Linked DNA regions of Mus musculus: all the other regions are linked to region 1. The links are chromatin contacts, called in public ChIA-PET and HiChIP or PLAC-seq maps. All regions are on one chromosome and are shown on one strand. Each heading gives the region's core, a stretch centred on a gene start, on an enhancer-like site or on the middle of the called end of the contact. The rest is flanking DNA. Distances are from core to core; before and after follow the strand shown.

The links. ChIA-PET counts read pairs in DNA pulled down with a chosen protein or histone mark. HiChIP or PLAC-seq counts read pairs in DNA pulled down with a chosen protein or histone mark.
Region 2: an H3K27ac HiChIP or PLAC-seq map of double positive thymocytes shows a contact between it and region 1, with 6 read pairs. The contact joins two enhancer-like sites. A contact is called at or near these places in 1 of 39 promoter capture datasets (the SN4741 cell line), 3 of 484 Hi-C or Micro-C datasets (Sertoli cells, bone marrow-derived macrophages and nephron progenitors) and 10 of 115 datasets of contacts at active chromatin or transcription factors (the HPC-7 cell line, differentiating embryonic stem cells, double positive thymocytes and 6 more).
Region 3: a contact with region 1 is called in an RNA polymerase II ChIA-PET map of memory CD8 T cells, with 58 read pairs. The contact joins two enhancer-like sites. A contact is called at or near these places in 8 of 39 promoter capture datasets (the 3T3-L1 cell line, 3T3-L1-derived adipocytes, the C10 cell line and 4 more), 2 of 484 Hi-C or Micro-C datasets (bone marrow-derived macrophages and muscle stem cells), 4 of 115 datasets of contacts at active chromatin or transcription factors (bone marrow-derived macrophages, embryonic stem cells and memory CD8 T cells) and 1 of 9 other capture datasets (embryonic stem cells).

The regions. Positions count from the first base shown.
Region 1 is chr10:42,217,684-42,222,226 of GRCm38.p6, reverse strand. The region is part of intron 2 of Foxo3 (forkhead box O3); the gene reads left to right. Among named protein-coding and RNA genes, the nearest start is that of Gm38485, 55 kb to the left of the region's middle. Within about 2 kb of position 2,051, at least 103 of the 459 cell types and tissues checked have an H3K27ac peak or open chromatin away from gene starts, as enhancers often do. A contact at or near this core is called in the HPC-7 cell line, double positive thymocytes, memory CD8 T cells and 1 more, where this site is marked.
Region 2 is chr10:42,066,986-42,071,330 of GRCm38.p6, reverse strand. Gm40630 (a long non-coding RNA gene) reads left to right here. Exons shown (of 5, transcript XR_871601.1): 3 at 1-2,810. It overlaps Gm51798 (a long non-coding RNA gene), which reads right to left. Exons shown (of 3, transcript XR_003948997.1): 2 at 470-613. Among named protein-coding and RNA genes, the nearest start is that of Gm40630, 13 kb to the left of the region's middle. Within about 2 kb of position 2,635, at least 39 of the 459 cell types and tissues checked have an H3K27ac peak or open chromatin away from gene starts, as enhancers often do. A contact at or near this core is called in the HPC-7 cell line, double positive thymocytes and memory CD8 T cells, where this site is marked.
Region 3 is chr10:42,028,422-42,033,272 of GRCm38.p6, reverse strand. It overlaps 1700016J18Rik (a long non-coding RNA gene), which reads right to left. Exons shown (of 3, transcript XR_871596.3): 3 at 4,163-4,276. Among named protein-coding and RNA genes, the nearest start is that of Gm51798, 12 kb to the left of the region's middle. Within about 2 kb of position 2,077, at least 61 of the 459 cell types and tissues checked have an H3K27ac peak or open chromatin away from gene starts, as enhancers often do. A contact at or near this core is called in memory CD8 T cells and muscle stem cells, where this site is marked.

The DNA of each region.
Region 1 (4,543 bases), core at 802-3,301:
TTAACTCTCCAGAGCCAGCGGTTGCCTGTGAAGCCTGAGGAGGGAGGTTAGCAGTCTGAAAAAGTCTCAGAAATGGCCTTTCCCAGATTAACGTGCTCCTGCTTTCCTGCACGGCGTTTTATCACAGTCTGTGAAAAATCCTCTCTTAACCCAGTTAGAACGGGCCCTCAGAGCTCTGTAGCTTCCCATGTCTGAGCGAGGCTAGCCATTCTCGCCCACTGACCCTGTTGCCCCCGACTGAGCCTTCTGATAGAGTGTCCAGGGAGGCAGGAGCTCCTGGGGGCGGGACACCCAGCACCTTTCTTTTGGAGTAACCTTGGCTTGGACAGGGGTTCTCCATTTCACCAGGACGGACGCTGGAACTTTAAAGTGGCCGTCAGCTGGGAACACCTCTGACATGGGATGTTAGCGTGGTAGCATCATTAGCTGGGGACTTAAACATAGGAGGAGAGTCCTGTCATAAATGCATCACCCGCTGAGCACGATGTTCAGTGGGGTCCAGGTTAATACGTGCTGTGTGCTCTGTGCCCACGTACACCGAGTGGAGGGATAGTGAGCAGTTACAGTGCGGGTTGCCATGGTTAAGGAAACAGAGGTAATCACAGTGAATGATCCTGAGCCCAGCTTTGTAAGAAACTGATTCAAGTGCAAGACATAGGGGGAGAGGAGGAATTTGTCCGATTAGCTGACTTTAAAAAAAAAAGATTGTATGTTTACTGTAGACAAGATAGTATTTAAGGTCTGTAGAGCCTAGGAGATGCTGAGAAAACTGTTTCTACAGTAAAAGCTAGAACGTATTAGGGTAGCAGACAGTGTGTTTGCTGCCTGAAGGTCACATACTTGCGTCATTACAAGTCTGCCCCCGTTGTGTGTGTGTAGCACAATGCACTCTTTGATGCCGGGTGCCGCACTCTCATGTGGAGGACAGTCACGTGCTGCGTTTTCTTCTTTCAGACATTAAGAACATGATCGGTTCTCAGTTTCCAGTTTTAAATGGCTGGTGAGGGGGAGATTACCTAATGAATGGCCTTTGTCTATACCTTTGTGCTATTTTTTTGCTTTTCTTACTATACAGGAGTCAGTTTGGTTGCAACCTCTTAAAAGGAAAGTTGAATCTCCTAGATCTGGGGACCAGCTGCTCAGAGCAGACTGCAGACCCTTCCCTCTGACTGGGCCACTCACGTTTTTAATCACACAGGAGTTTTGACTACTAGGACAGAAGCCTGTGACTTCGTTACATACCACTGGAGTAGGCTCTACTGCTAGGTTGCTCACATTGCTCTGCTTATTTGACCTTAGGAAATAATGTCACCCCTGTGTTTGAGTTTCTTCCTCAATAACGTTAGTTAATAGTGTAGAATAAGACATGGAGAAAATGAAACAGTAGCAACTTACACTGCAAGTCCATGTACAGGCACAGTGAGGTTATAAGGATGGATGGGTGCTGGAAAGGCTGTTCTTCCAGGTGATAAGAGGATATTGCCCCAGGTGACTCAGGATTCCAGAGATAAGACTGAGCTGAGGGGTAAGGAAGTGGTGACCTCATGCCAGCCAAAGCCCCCGAGACGCACAGGAGGAGCTGTGCGGAGGGAGGACCTCGAAAGGGCAGGACCTGTCTGCTCATTTCCTGAACTGTCCCCAGGGTGGTTGAGGTTAAGGCCCAGGCTTTGCTTCCTTTCCATTTTGGCTTCTCTTTAGAGAAACAGCCAGCTCTGGTGTGTGTGTGTGTGTGTGTGTGTGTGTGTGTGTGTGTGTGTGTGGGTGTGTGTGTCTGTGTGGGGGTGGGTGGGTGTGGGTGGGGGTGGGTGGGTGTGAGTGGGGGTGGTGTGTGTGTATGTGGTGTGTGTGGGTGGGTGTGAGTGTGTGTGGTGTGTGTGTACATGGTGTGGGTGGGTGTGTGTAGGCTGCCTCTACAGTGTGATGGGCACCTTCTTCCGTCCCCTGGTTTCTGACAAGGAATACATTCCCTGTGCCATGTCTCATTCTCTGTGTGACTTAATGCACTTGCAGGTGTTGGGTGCATCAAGCACCACCCACTGCACACGATCAAGCGAGCTTCATCCTGTCAAGTGATCAAGCGAGCGGGGGAATGCAGACATGAGCTAGGCTCGGCTGTCCTTTCACTACACCTTTCCAGAGAAGCTTTAAAGAGGAGAAGTTTGGGTGGGGACACACACACAGCATGCTTGCCCCATAGGCTCAATATTGCTCTCTGATCATAGCCCCTCCCCGTGTTGGGACGGCCTGGGGTCAGGGGATAGAGAGTACATTAAGCCCCCTAAGACCTTGTGTCTTTATTTGACTTTATTGGAAATTTTTTACTTATTTTTTAGTTATGTGTATGTGTGTATCTACATGTGAGTATGTGCCCATGTACACATACATGTAGACGTTACCTGTAGATTTCGCATGTAGATAGTACGTATAAGTGAGTGCAGGTACCTATGGAAGCCTCAGGCGACATATCCCCTTGGAGCTAGGGTTACAGGCGGCATGAGCTGCTCAGTGGGGGTGCTTCCAACTGGACATGAGGTGTGTGATACGTTGCATTCTGAGAAAGAAGTGGACTAACCCAGCCCAGCCTTTTTATCACTGCATGTTGGGAGGTGGCCTCCTTGGTTAGACATGTATGGACATCTCTGGAAAGTTTCAGGAGGAGGGCTAGAGTAAGAGTACGACCTGATGATGATACCGTTCCTTGATGAAACCCAGGAAGCTGAATCTGCTCAGACGGGAAGCCCCTCCCCCACCCCCATTGAGCCTCACATTTCACACTGCCCCTGTTCCCAGCCTTGTACTCCCTGAAAGAGTTTGAGAACTTACAGAGCCTAGGCACCCTGGTAACTCTTCAGTGTCCTGGACATTTGGAGTTGAACCACTGAGTGTGAGTCACATGCTGAGAATGAGCAGAGTCGGGGTTCTGAGTGTCGCATAGGCTCTGAGGTTTCCCCCAGCGGAAGTATTTATTGTTGTACCACATTACATGCATAACAGCTTATGTTCTGTTGCCTGTTTTTAAATGTATTTAACGTGTGTGAGTGTTGTCTGCATGCATGTTGTGCCTGTATCATGAGCGTGTCTGGTGTTCCCCACAGGCCAGAAGAAGGCCTTAGAAGGCATTAGATCCCCTGGAAGTGGACTTACAGATAGTTGTGAGCCACCACATGGCTTCTGGGAACTGAGCACAGGTCCTCTGCTAGAGCAGCCAGGGCTTGCTCTTAACCACTCAGCCTCTCTTTTAGGTGTGATGCGTGCCCTGGGGACATGAAGCATAGATTCTCGAGGTTCCTCTGGGTGAGCAGTGCAGGACACAAGAGGAAAACTGAGTCTGGAGCGAGCACAGGGCTGGTCCTGGCTGATGGTACAAGCTTGTGATTCCAGCATGTAGGAGGCAGAGGTGTGGGCCTGTAGGTCCAAGGCTAAGCTGGAGAGCAGAATGAGTTCTAGGCCTGCCGGGGCTGTATGATGAGACTGGAAGAAGAAGAGCCACAAAAACAAACAAAAAACCCTAAATCTAGCCCTTGATTCTCTTCCCCAGAATAGGAGGTGAGCAAAGCTAGTTAATAATCAAATGTGGGACTGGCCTCTCAACATTATTATGCATGTACACACAAAAATCACAACTTGTGTAGGTTATCACACGTAATCAAAACTCCTGATGTCGTGTATAGAATTGAGATTTTGACTCTACCTGAGGGTTTGTTCCTGCTGTCGTGCTTATACGCACCCCAATCATTCATCTTCCCCTAGGCCTAATATTGTCTTCGTTTTCTCCTCACTCCAATTGATTATAATGTTAAAAATTTGTTGTGTAGTTCAGAAGTTATCAGAAATAGCGTTCTGACATTTTTATGAGTATGGTACAATTTTATTTTCTAAGCAAAGATATGTTCAGGGTAAAAGCAGTGACACAGGACAGATTATATTTGAAATGTATGAGGTTAACACAGTGAAGAGACAAAATGGTAAAATGGTTAAGTTGGGGAGCTGTCTCCCGGGTCTCAGGATCCCACCCACATAAATGCTGGGTGTGGTGATGTGTGGCTGAAACCCAGGGTTGGGGAAGTGGAGACAGGCAGGTCGCTGGAGCTCTCTGGCCAGCCAGTCTAGCCTAATTGGTGTGTGCACTCCAGGTCAATAATAGACTCTGACTTCAAAAAGAAATAGATCGCGTGCCTACGGATGACACGCAAGGCTGCCATCCTCTGACTGCCATGTGCACATGTGTACGCATCTACACATACACACGTCATTAAGAAGTGGCATATGAGTACATTTTACCTGTTTTTCCACGTTCTTGGCTATGTCGGGCTGCACATGCTTCTGTCATGCTTGGCACACATGCACATGGCATCTGTAGATATGTAAGGCAGGAGTGGAGAGGAATGTGGGATGGGTGGGTAATTCAGATGTGGTCCTTCTGAGAAACCCCACAGGCTCTTGGAGGGACCTGTGATAGAAGACTGGCATTTGGGATACCCTGGACCTTCTGTTCCTATTTTATTGACCCAAAACCTTTCCACTTTCTTTGCTCTGTGTTTTA
Region 2 (4,345 bases), core at 1,386-3,885, 150 kb after region 1:
ATGTGTACCCATGAATATGTTGCAGTCTTCACCTCTGCTGGGTCTCTCTGAATCTTGTTGAGGAGGTCTGTGGGGGCGGGTGAGGGCAGGGCCTTATTTAGGAGAGGGAGGCCCACTGCAAACTCTGTGGGGATGTGTTGGCAAGGAAGGGAGGGGAGACCAGACAGGGACAAAGGCTTACACCAACATGAACGACTTTTTGCAAACAGGTTGATTCTCAGCAGCTTTATCTACCTCATTTTGCTTATCATGAGCAACTGTCTGCTACTTATCCATTCTGCAAGAGGATCCTAGGGCAGCTTGTGGGGAGCAGGTGCCACCCCAGCTTCTGGCTCTGAACTGTTCCAGGTCACGTTTCTTTCTTCAGTTCTACTTAGTGTCTGTGTGCCCCGCCCCCACCCATGAGCAGACCACCGAGGAGAGGAAACGGTTAACATTAGGAGACACTAAAGATACAAGTGTCACCTACAGTCCTGAGGGCTGTGATCCAGGAACCAGGATGAAGGGAGACTGCCACCTACGGGCCAGGTTCCAGGGATGTCCACGTGTGGATTCTAAGGGACGCAGAAGGCCTTCCAGGAATGGTTTGCTAGTTGCTCTTTCTGCCAACACACTAAAAACAAAACAAAACCAAAAAAAAAAAAAAGTGATTCATACAAAGAGGCATTTTCTTCCTGATTTGCAAAAGAAGTTTTCCCACAGGCATGCCATTTTTTAAAGCTAAGAGCTGTCTACACCTCTGAACTCATCATCCAAATTCAATAGAATGAGGTGGGTGCTCCCAAGCTTCTGGCCTGGGGTACAGCTCGGTGGGTAGGGCACTTGTCTGGATCCTCAAAACCTTGAATTGAATCCCTAGGACTGAAAACACAAACAGCCAATTGCACATAATGGAGCAGCTGTCCACTGCTGTCGGCTGTGAGGGTCCGCGGAGGACCCTGATCCAGCACAGCGCCTGGACTGTGTGGCTGCTTGTAGGAATGAGTCCCTGTGATGAATCAAAGACAAACAGCATCTTGCGGCACCATCCCAAAAAAGTAGCAGGAGAAATAAGGATCAGACAACTACCGACTCCACGACAGTAGAGTAGTAGGGTGTGAGGGCCTTGGAGAATGGGCATGGGAAAAAGAAGGGTTGTCTCTCAACGTAGAGAAGAGCTTTACATACAGTAGAGCCCTTGAACTCGGAGCTAGACTGTTGGATGAGGTTAGCTCTGCTCCCAAAGTGAGAAAGAAAAGTCACAGAATGTGAGCGTGGGCTACTGTGTTACGGCGGTCCCAGTGTGGATTATACCACTGCCCTTTGTTATCTAAGAGCAGTGTGTTTGTGGGCATCACACCCCACCATTCCACAGTCTGCCGTTATGTAATCAGATCTGACTCCACACTATCTACTCAACACTGAATGGTTAAACAGCCTGCTCTTGTTGCAGAGAAGGGAGGAATCCAGGTGTTTGGATGAGGGAGTGGTTCTAGTGTTTCTTCGTGGTTTTGAGTGTGTATGATGTGGGTACCTGAAGTCGTGTGTAAATGTGCATATTATGTGCGATGGGAAAATTAAGGGAAGATCATGGTTCTCTTCTACCAAGCCAAAAGATTTAGAGGCTGTGGCCAGCATGGCAGCTCATAGAGCAGGCCAGACTCATCCCTACAGCCATCCCTGCATCCCAGGGTCGTCCCAGAGCCATCCCAGAGCCCCACTCATTGAGAGTCATCACCAATTGCTTAGGAAAGAGAAACTAACAGGTAACACCAGAAACTTCTGGAAACCATTCAGCATTCTTTGTACAAATTTTGTGGCCAGTTCTCATGTTGGCCTCATTTGGTCTCAAGTGTGTCTGGGTGCAGCTCCGTGGTAAGTGCTTACTGAGCATGCCCAAGGCCCTTGGTTCAACTCCCACCTGCAATAAATAAAGACATAAGTCAGACGCTGTGGAGTGTAAGTTCCAGGGCCTCTCCAGACAGTGCGGTATTAGCACAGCTGGATTGAAGGGCCTTTTCCTTTTCATGGATGTGCCTAGCAACCAGGAAGATTGAACGTCTGTACTGTGTACTGATAAGCAATCCGTACTCTTGTTTCATGAACTTTAAATTTCATATAAATCATGTGTTACTTTGCTTCATTTTTAGCTAGTTATGCCCGTTGGATTTACCCATCCCAGAGCCATCCAGCTGACCTGGCTCACTCACTGTGATGAACGCAGTGTTGAACTGCTTCTGTAACCACACTGTTCTCGCTCCTTTTTACTCCTGTGGGTCAGGCGACTTGCTTTCACGGTTAGCTATTTCAGAATACTGAAAAGGACATTCTTCCAGTCCCCATGTCTCTGGACACACGGAAGTGGAATTGTTGGTCAGCTGTTAGCTTCCAAATGTGTCCCTGTGTTTCTCTCCATTCTAATCACCTGCTGGTACTGTCTCACTTCTGGGGGGCATGAAACAGCTTCTGATTGTTTTAATTTGCATCTCTCTGACTTTTAATTTAATAGCACACATTTTCATGTGACCACAGACCATTAAATGTCCTCTTCTGCTACCTGCTTGGTTGCAGTCAGCTGCGGTTTCAGTGTGAAATGTCTCCCACAGCTCTTATTTGAATGTTTGGTCCTCAGATGGTGGCATTTCAGGGAGGATGTGGCGGAGGTGGGGCCAAACTGGAGGAAATGGGTCACCACTGGTAAGTCTAGTAGGTTAGAGCCTGGCCTGCTTCCTGCAGGCTTTCTGCTTCCTGACAGCCAGGCTTTCTGCATGAAGGTGAAGGCACTCCTGAACCAGGAGCACAAATCATTCCTTCTCCTAAGTCCTGGACAGGTATGTGGTCACAGTGACCAAAAGAATAATTAACACACACACACACACACACACACACACACACACAATTTTATACATTCTTTCTTTTTTGGAGGGTTGTGTTTACTTTTTCTTTATAACTTTTAAGAATAGACTGTATACTTTTTATAGCGATTGCTTGGCAATGTGAGATACAGATGTCTTCACCAAGTCTATGTTTGTCTTTTCACTTTGTCAGTGGTATACTTATCATGAAAAACCATTTCTAGCAGGGCATGACGGTACACTCCTTTAATCCCAGCACTGTGTAGGCAAGGGAGGGTGATTTCTGTGAGCTTGAGGCCAGCCTGATCTACAAAGCAAGTTCCAGGAGAGCCAGGGCTACACAGAGAAACTCTGTCTTCAAAAACAAATGATAGAAACAAAGAGAGAGAAAGACTAATTTCTAAGTCATGTAACTCAGTGTATAATTGTTTCATGCTAACTTTTGCTTTTGTCTTATTTAAGAAACCCTGCTTCATTGGAGGGTGTGATGGTTTGTATATGCTTGGCCCAGGGAGTGGCATTATTAGAAGGTGTGGCCTTGTTAGAGTAGGTGTGTCACGGTGGGTGTGGGCTTTAAGACCCTCATCCTAGCTGCCTGGAAGTCAGTCTTCTCCCAGCAGCCTGCAGATGAAGATGCAGCACTCTCAGCTCCTCCTGCACCATGCCTGCCTGGACGCTGCCATGTTCACACCTTGATGATAATGGACTGAAGCTCTGAACCTGTAAGCCAGCCCCAAGTAAACATTGGCCTTATAAAAGCTACTTTGGTCATGGTGTCTGCTCACAGCAGTAAAACCCTAACTAAGACAGAGGGCACATCAATATTTCCTATAGTTCTGGTTGCAGTTTTTCACCATGGCTGGAACTAACTCCAACCCCCCCCCCCCAACACACACAAAACTGGTAAACTCTCTATTGTTGTGATAAACCACTCCGACCAAAAGTAGCTTGGGGAGAAAAGGGTTTGCTTGACTTCCATAATAGAAGAAAGCCAAGACAGGAACCCAAGGCAGAAACTGAAGCAGTCACCATGGAGTAGCGGTTCTCAACCTGTGGGTCTCCTTGGTGCCTTCGGGCATACATATCAGATATTTACATCATGACTAATAACAATAGCAAAATTACAGTTATGAAGTAGCAACAAAATAATTTTATGGGGGTGGGGGAGTCCCCACAACAGGAGGAATCGTATTAAAGGTTGCAGCATTGGGAAGATTGTGAACACTGCATGGAGGACACTATTTAGTTGTAGTCTCCCCTCCCCCAGCCTGAAACCTGCTTGCTCAGGGGTGGAGCTTCCTGCTCATTCGTTCTGCCACGCCCACTGCTGGAACCTGCGGAGCCACACACGTGCACCTTTCTACTGGACCAGAGATTATTCGGCGGGAATCGGGTCCCCTCCCCCTTCCTTCATAACTAGTGTCGCAACAATAAAATTTGAGCCTTGATCAGAGTAACTGTCTTGGCTACATTCTTTTCTCTCGCCACCTAGCCCCTCTTCTCTTCCAGGT
Region 3 (4,851 bases), core at 828-3,327, 190 kb after region 1:
TTTAAGCGACCATCGAGCCCGTTTTCTAGACTCTTAGGGGAGTCAAAACTAGGGGATTTGTCCCTAAACAAATCTCCTTCTGGTTCCAACTAGAGAGACTCTTGCTCGCCACCGGAAGTTCTGCAAGGCGAAATGAAACCGGGTACGCAAAGCATTGTGTCTCTGACGCAGAGGACCAGACGTGTGACGTGACAAAATGCCAAGGATGTGAGCTCTCCACAGTACATCGCAGAGTACCACTGGTGGAGACAGAATAAGGCAGGTCTGGGGAGTTCTTCCCTGGGGCCAAACTCAGCTTCCCTTCCCGTGCTCAAGCACCCTTTCTCTGGAAACCCGCCCTACTCTCTCCGCAAGCATTTCCACCGAAGACCTTGGCACCCAAAGAGCCTATACCCCATGATAGATGTAATTTAATATCATTTTGTTGTTAGATGTATCTCCAGACGTGGACCAGGTCATTTAATATTGCATGAGGGGAATGGGGTTGGAAGGCGGGGTAGGGGAATTCCAGACCAGTGTGACTAAACTTAAATTTGAAAGTTTTCAATACGAAATGCCCAGTGCATTGGAGTTTGTATCCTTTTACAGGTAACTAAAAGGGAATGTCCCCTCCCTGCAACAGAAAAAATAGCAACCTTAACAATGTTTTAAAGAACAGAAGGAAAAACTTCATTGTGATTCTCCTCTCCTGCCTCAACAAAGCTACTGGCAGGTACCCTTGACCGCTGTATCATTTACCTGACTCAGTTCATAAAGTGGATGGATACGCTGCTGTACTCCGCTTAGGCCACCACCCTCACTAGACATGCAGAGGCCGCTGGCTTACACACATTGTAACATTTGTGTTGTGTTTAACGGGTCCAAAGTGTCCTTCTTTCAAACCACTTTTAGAGCATCCTTCTTTTAGGTTGTTGATGCCTATAAATGTATCTCCCTCGGGCTGATACCACCTGATACCACCGTGTGGTTGCTGCCGCTGCCAGATCAGCGCCCCCCCCCCCCCCCCGATTTCAGCAGTGGGGCAGGTTTGAAATAGCATCTTTAATAAAAGGGCAATGGGCCTTACCGCTGTTTCCTTTTGTAGATTTTAGTTATTATTGGGGCTTTCCTGGGGTTCTGGCTCTGAACGATCCTGTCAGGCATTGGCTCAGTGTTTCTCTGCTATTCAGAGATGGCACCAGGCCCATGGGGTTGAGAGTGTAATACAGATGTGTGCGTTATCAGGAATGTTCCAAAAAGCACCTCGTGGTTTTCTCTGGGGTTCATTTTTGTTTGTTTGTTTGTTTTTGTTTTCTTTTTTTGTTGTTTTTTCTTTGGGGGTTTGGGGGGGCTGTTTTGTTTTGCAGAATTAACCCTTTCAGGGGGGTTATTGTCCTCAGTTGTCTTAGTTATGTGACAGGAAGGCCTTAGGGTGGGGATCTCTTCCTTCATCTGGAAACTTAATTTCAAATCTTACGCTTACTGCATAATGAAAAATGCCCAGGAATTGTGTGAAAGTAAGGATGAGCTGTTGCCCTGACATCTGAAAATTTTGAAACAGGTGACTATTACAGAAGCCTATTAGCTTTTCGGGACTCCCTTCCCCACAAGTTTTAAGTCAATGATCCCTCTTTCTTCCTATATTTTCTCTGCTGCATATATGATCAGTGACCTTAAAAAGCAGTCATTCAAAAACTATGTTTGGCAAACACAGCTTAATTTTCAAGTCTGGTGCAGAGTTTCTCACAGAGAGCTGGGGCCCTGAAGACAGAACGCGCTCTTTTGAGCTGCATTTTGAAAAGGGAAGGGAACTGTAACTCATTCCTTGTGGTAGAGGACAAGCAATGACTCTCGGCAATGGTCTGGGGCTCCGACCTGCCACTGCCACCGTAAAGACCCGGCTCGTGGGGCTCCGACCTGCCACCGTAATGATCTACCTCCGTGGGGCTCCGAACCGCCACCGCCACCTGGCTCCATGCCCTTTCCCTCCTAGCCTCCGAGCAGCTTCTCTGGCTGCCACGTGACCCCAAGAGGCCATTTCATGTGTTCCCACTGGGTACCACCTCTGCTGTGCCCTCTGGTGGCCTTGGCTCACCACTGCTGCTGCCTCAGCAAAGTTTGACCTTGGCGCTATCAAGAGCCATCTCTCCTCTCTACTCCAGCCGCTCATGGGAGTCCGGGTGCCTGCTGACGCTGCTCCAGCCGAGAGGGAGTGATTTGTCTCCTCAGCTGGCCACAGCAGTCCACCCTGCTCCACTCTCCAGTAGCTTACACACTGAGACCCTGAAAACCACGCTGGTTCCCCAGGCCCTGCATCATTTAGGTGACCACAGTATACCACTGCCTCAAAAAATATTTCTCCTCTTTTCAACAGTCCAGACGAGATAGACCAAGCCAAAGAATGAAGCTTAGTTATTACACCACATGTAAGAGGAAACTCAAAATAGATCAATAGCTTATGTCAAGAGCTAAACCAATAAAACTTTTAGAAGAACACAGGAGGAAAGCATCATGACCTTAATGAAATGGGGTCTTGGGTCTGGGATCAAACGCAGAAGCAATACACAGGGGCTGGGGTAAATTAGACCCTAACAAATCTAAGAACCTGTAACATTGAAGGATTTTATCAAGAAAGTGAAAATAACCACTAGGGAATGAGCAGGGTGGCAACTCAGACAACAGTCTGAGCAAATCCCAGCACTTGGGAGGCAGAGGCAGGTGGATCTCCAAGTTTGAGGCCAGCCTGCTCTACAGAGTGAGTTCGAGGCCAGCCAGAGCTGCCCAGAGAAACCCTGTCTCAAAAACAAACAACCTCTGCCCCTACCTCCCAAAACCCAATAGAATGGGAGACTCTGCCAATTCCACACGGGATGTTGTGTGAATATTCCTCAGGAGGTGTGACCAAATGTCTGTTCACTACAGTTGGGGCACCAAGGAGAAGTAAGGAAACCACTCCCCCAAAGTCTTACTTGCTGAACAAATGAGTTTATTACGGTTATTGGCAGAAGCATGGGTGACCAGTTCCATCACCCAAAGTCTCCTACCCCAGCTAGCAGTGCATGTAAGCCACATCCAAGAGCCTGTAGCCCAGTTTGTAGGCAGCAACACCAAAAAGGCTCCGCTCCAGGGCAATTGCTGTGGGAGGGATTGTGTGTGAGGCTAGTAGCTTTCTGAGCTTCCTGTAATGTTCCTGAGCTTTCTAAGCCTTCGAGTTTTCCCCTTCCTCTCCCCAGAACAGAATGCTTCAGTTTGGAGAAGATAGCTGCACAATCTGTAGGAAGGGTCTAACGTCCAAAATAATAGTCTTCATTTCTCAATAATGAAAAAGCAAACAAACAACCTTTAAACTATCAAAGCACTTGGGTTAGCATTTCTCCAAGATACACACACACACACACACACACACACACACACACACACACACCCTGATATACATATAAAAGGATACTCAATCAGTATCATTGATCCCAATGGAAATGTAAACTAAAGCCATCTTCAGATCTCTCCTTACACTCACTAGGATGGCTATAACCAAAACCAGACAACAGGAAGAACTGTCCAAATGTGGTAAATCGGAGCACCCGTAGCTTACTGATGAGAATGTAAACTGTAGGCTGCTGTGGAGAGCAGTTTGCAGGTTCCTGACAATGTTAAGTACGCCCCCGGGTGGTGCAAGCAGAGAATTGACTCCTGTGAGGTGTCCTCTGGCTTCCCCATGCCCACTGTAGCACACGAGTGTGCCCTACACACACACACACACACACACACACACACACACACACACACACTGGCACATAAATGCACAAATAAATGCAACTGTAAATGTAATGCTGAGTACAGTCAGGAGTAGTGAGGCAGGCATGTAGGCAGCACTCGGCTTGTGGAGGCGGGAAAACTACAAGTTAGACACAGTGGTCAGCCTGGGCTATATGGAGAGAGCCTGTCTCAAAGCCAAGGAACAACAAGACAGGAAGTTCACTGACTTATCTTGTCTGTTTATTGATGATACAACCCCCATTTCAGGAGAGGTTAGCCTATAGCAGTGAAGACATGCTTCTCAGAAGAGCTGAGGAGAGCCTGCACAGGCAGGCCCTGGGGTTACTGCCCTCTAATGCATTAGGCCACGCCCCTCTGGTTCAATCAGTTTCCACAGTCATCCACGTCTCAATGCTGTTTGGGGGTGGGGTGGGGATAGGGTTGAGATGGCTTAGTGAATCAAAGCTCTTTCTGCCAGCGATGCAGGTGACTCGAGATTGCTCGCTGGCCAGCAACCCAGCTCCGGGGTTTAGTGAGAGACCTGTCTCAAGAGAATAAAACATAGGGTTATAGGTCAGGATATTGGGTGTCCTTCTCTGGCTTCCACCTATCCCTGAGGGCACCTGTGCACATCTGTGTGGTGAGGAGCTGAGGCCCTCCATTTGACAATGGCTGTGTAAAGCACTATGCAGAAGCAGCAAGGTACACAGAGGCCCAGGAGAACAGCCCTTTGCTCTAGGGGCAGACAGTAGCCATGTCTGAGGAAAGTCACCGGCAGGTAGGACAGAGGGGGGAGCTTTGGACATGGTAGCCGTAGACCGTGGGATGCGACTTGTCCCTGAGCTCATGCACCCTGCAGAGGCCATGGCTATTGACATGCCAGGAGAGCTACAGAAATGGGGCAGGCAAGGCGATGTGGAGCTGCCCACGGAGCCACTTCTCCTTCCTCCTGGTGAAAGTCTTGCTTGCTGTTTTCTTGGTGTAGTCTTGTGTTTTATAAGGAGTGTGGCCTTAAACTGAGTCTCCTGTCTGCGCTACCCAAATGCTGGGATCACGGTGTGCACCGCACACCCACTTTGGTGAGAGTCCCCAGCCTCCAGGAAGGTCCTGCAATGG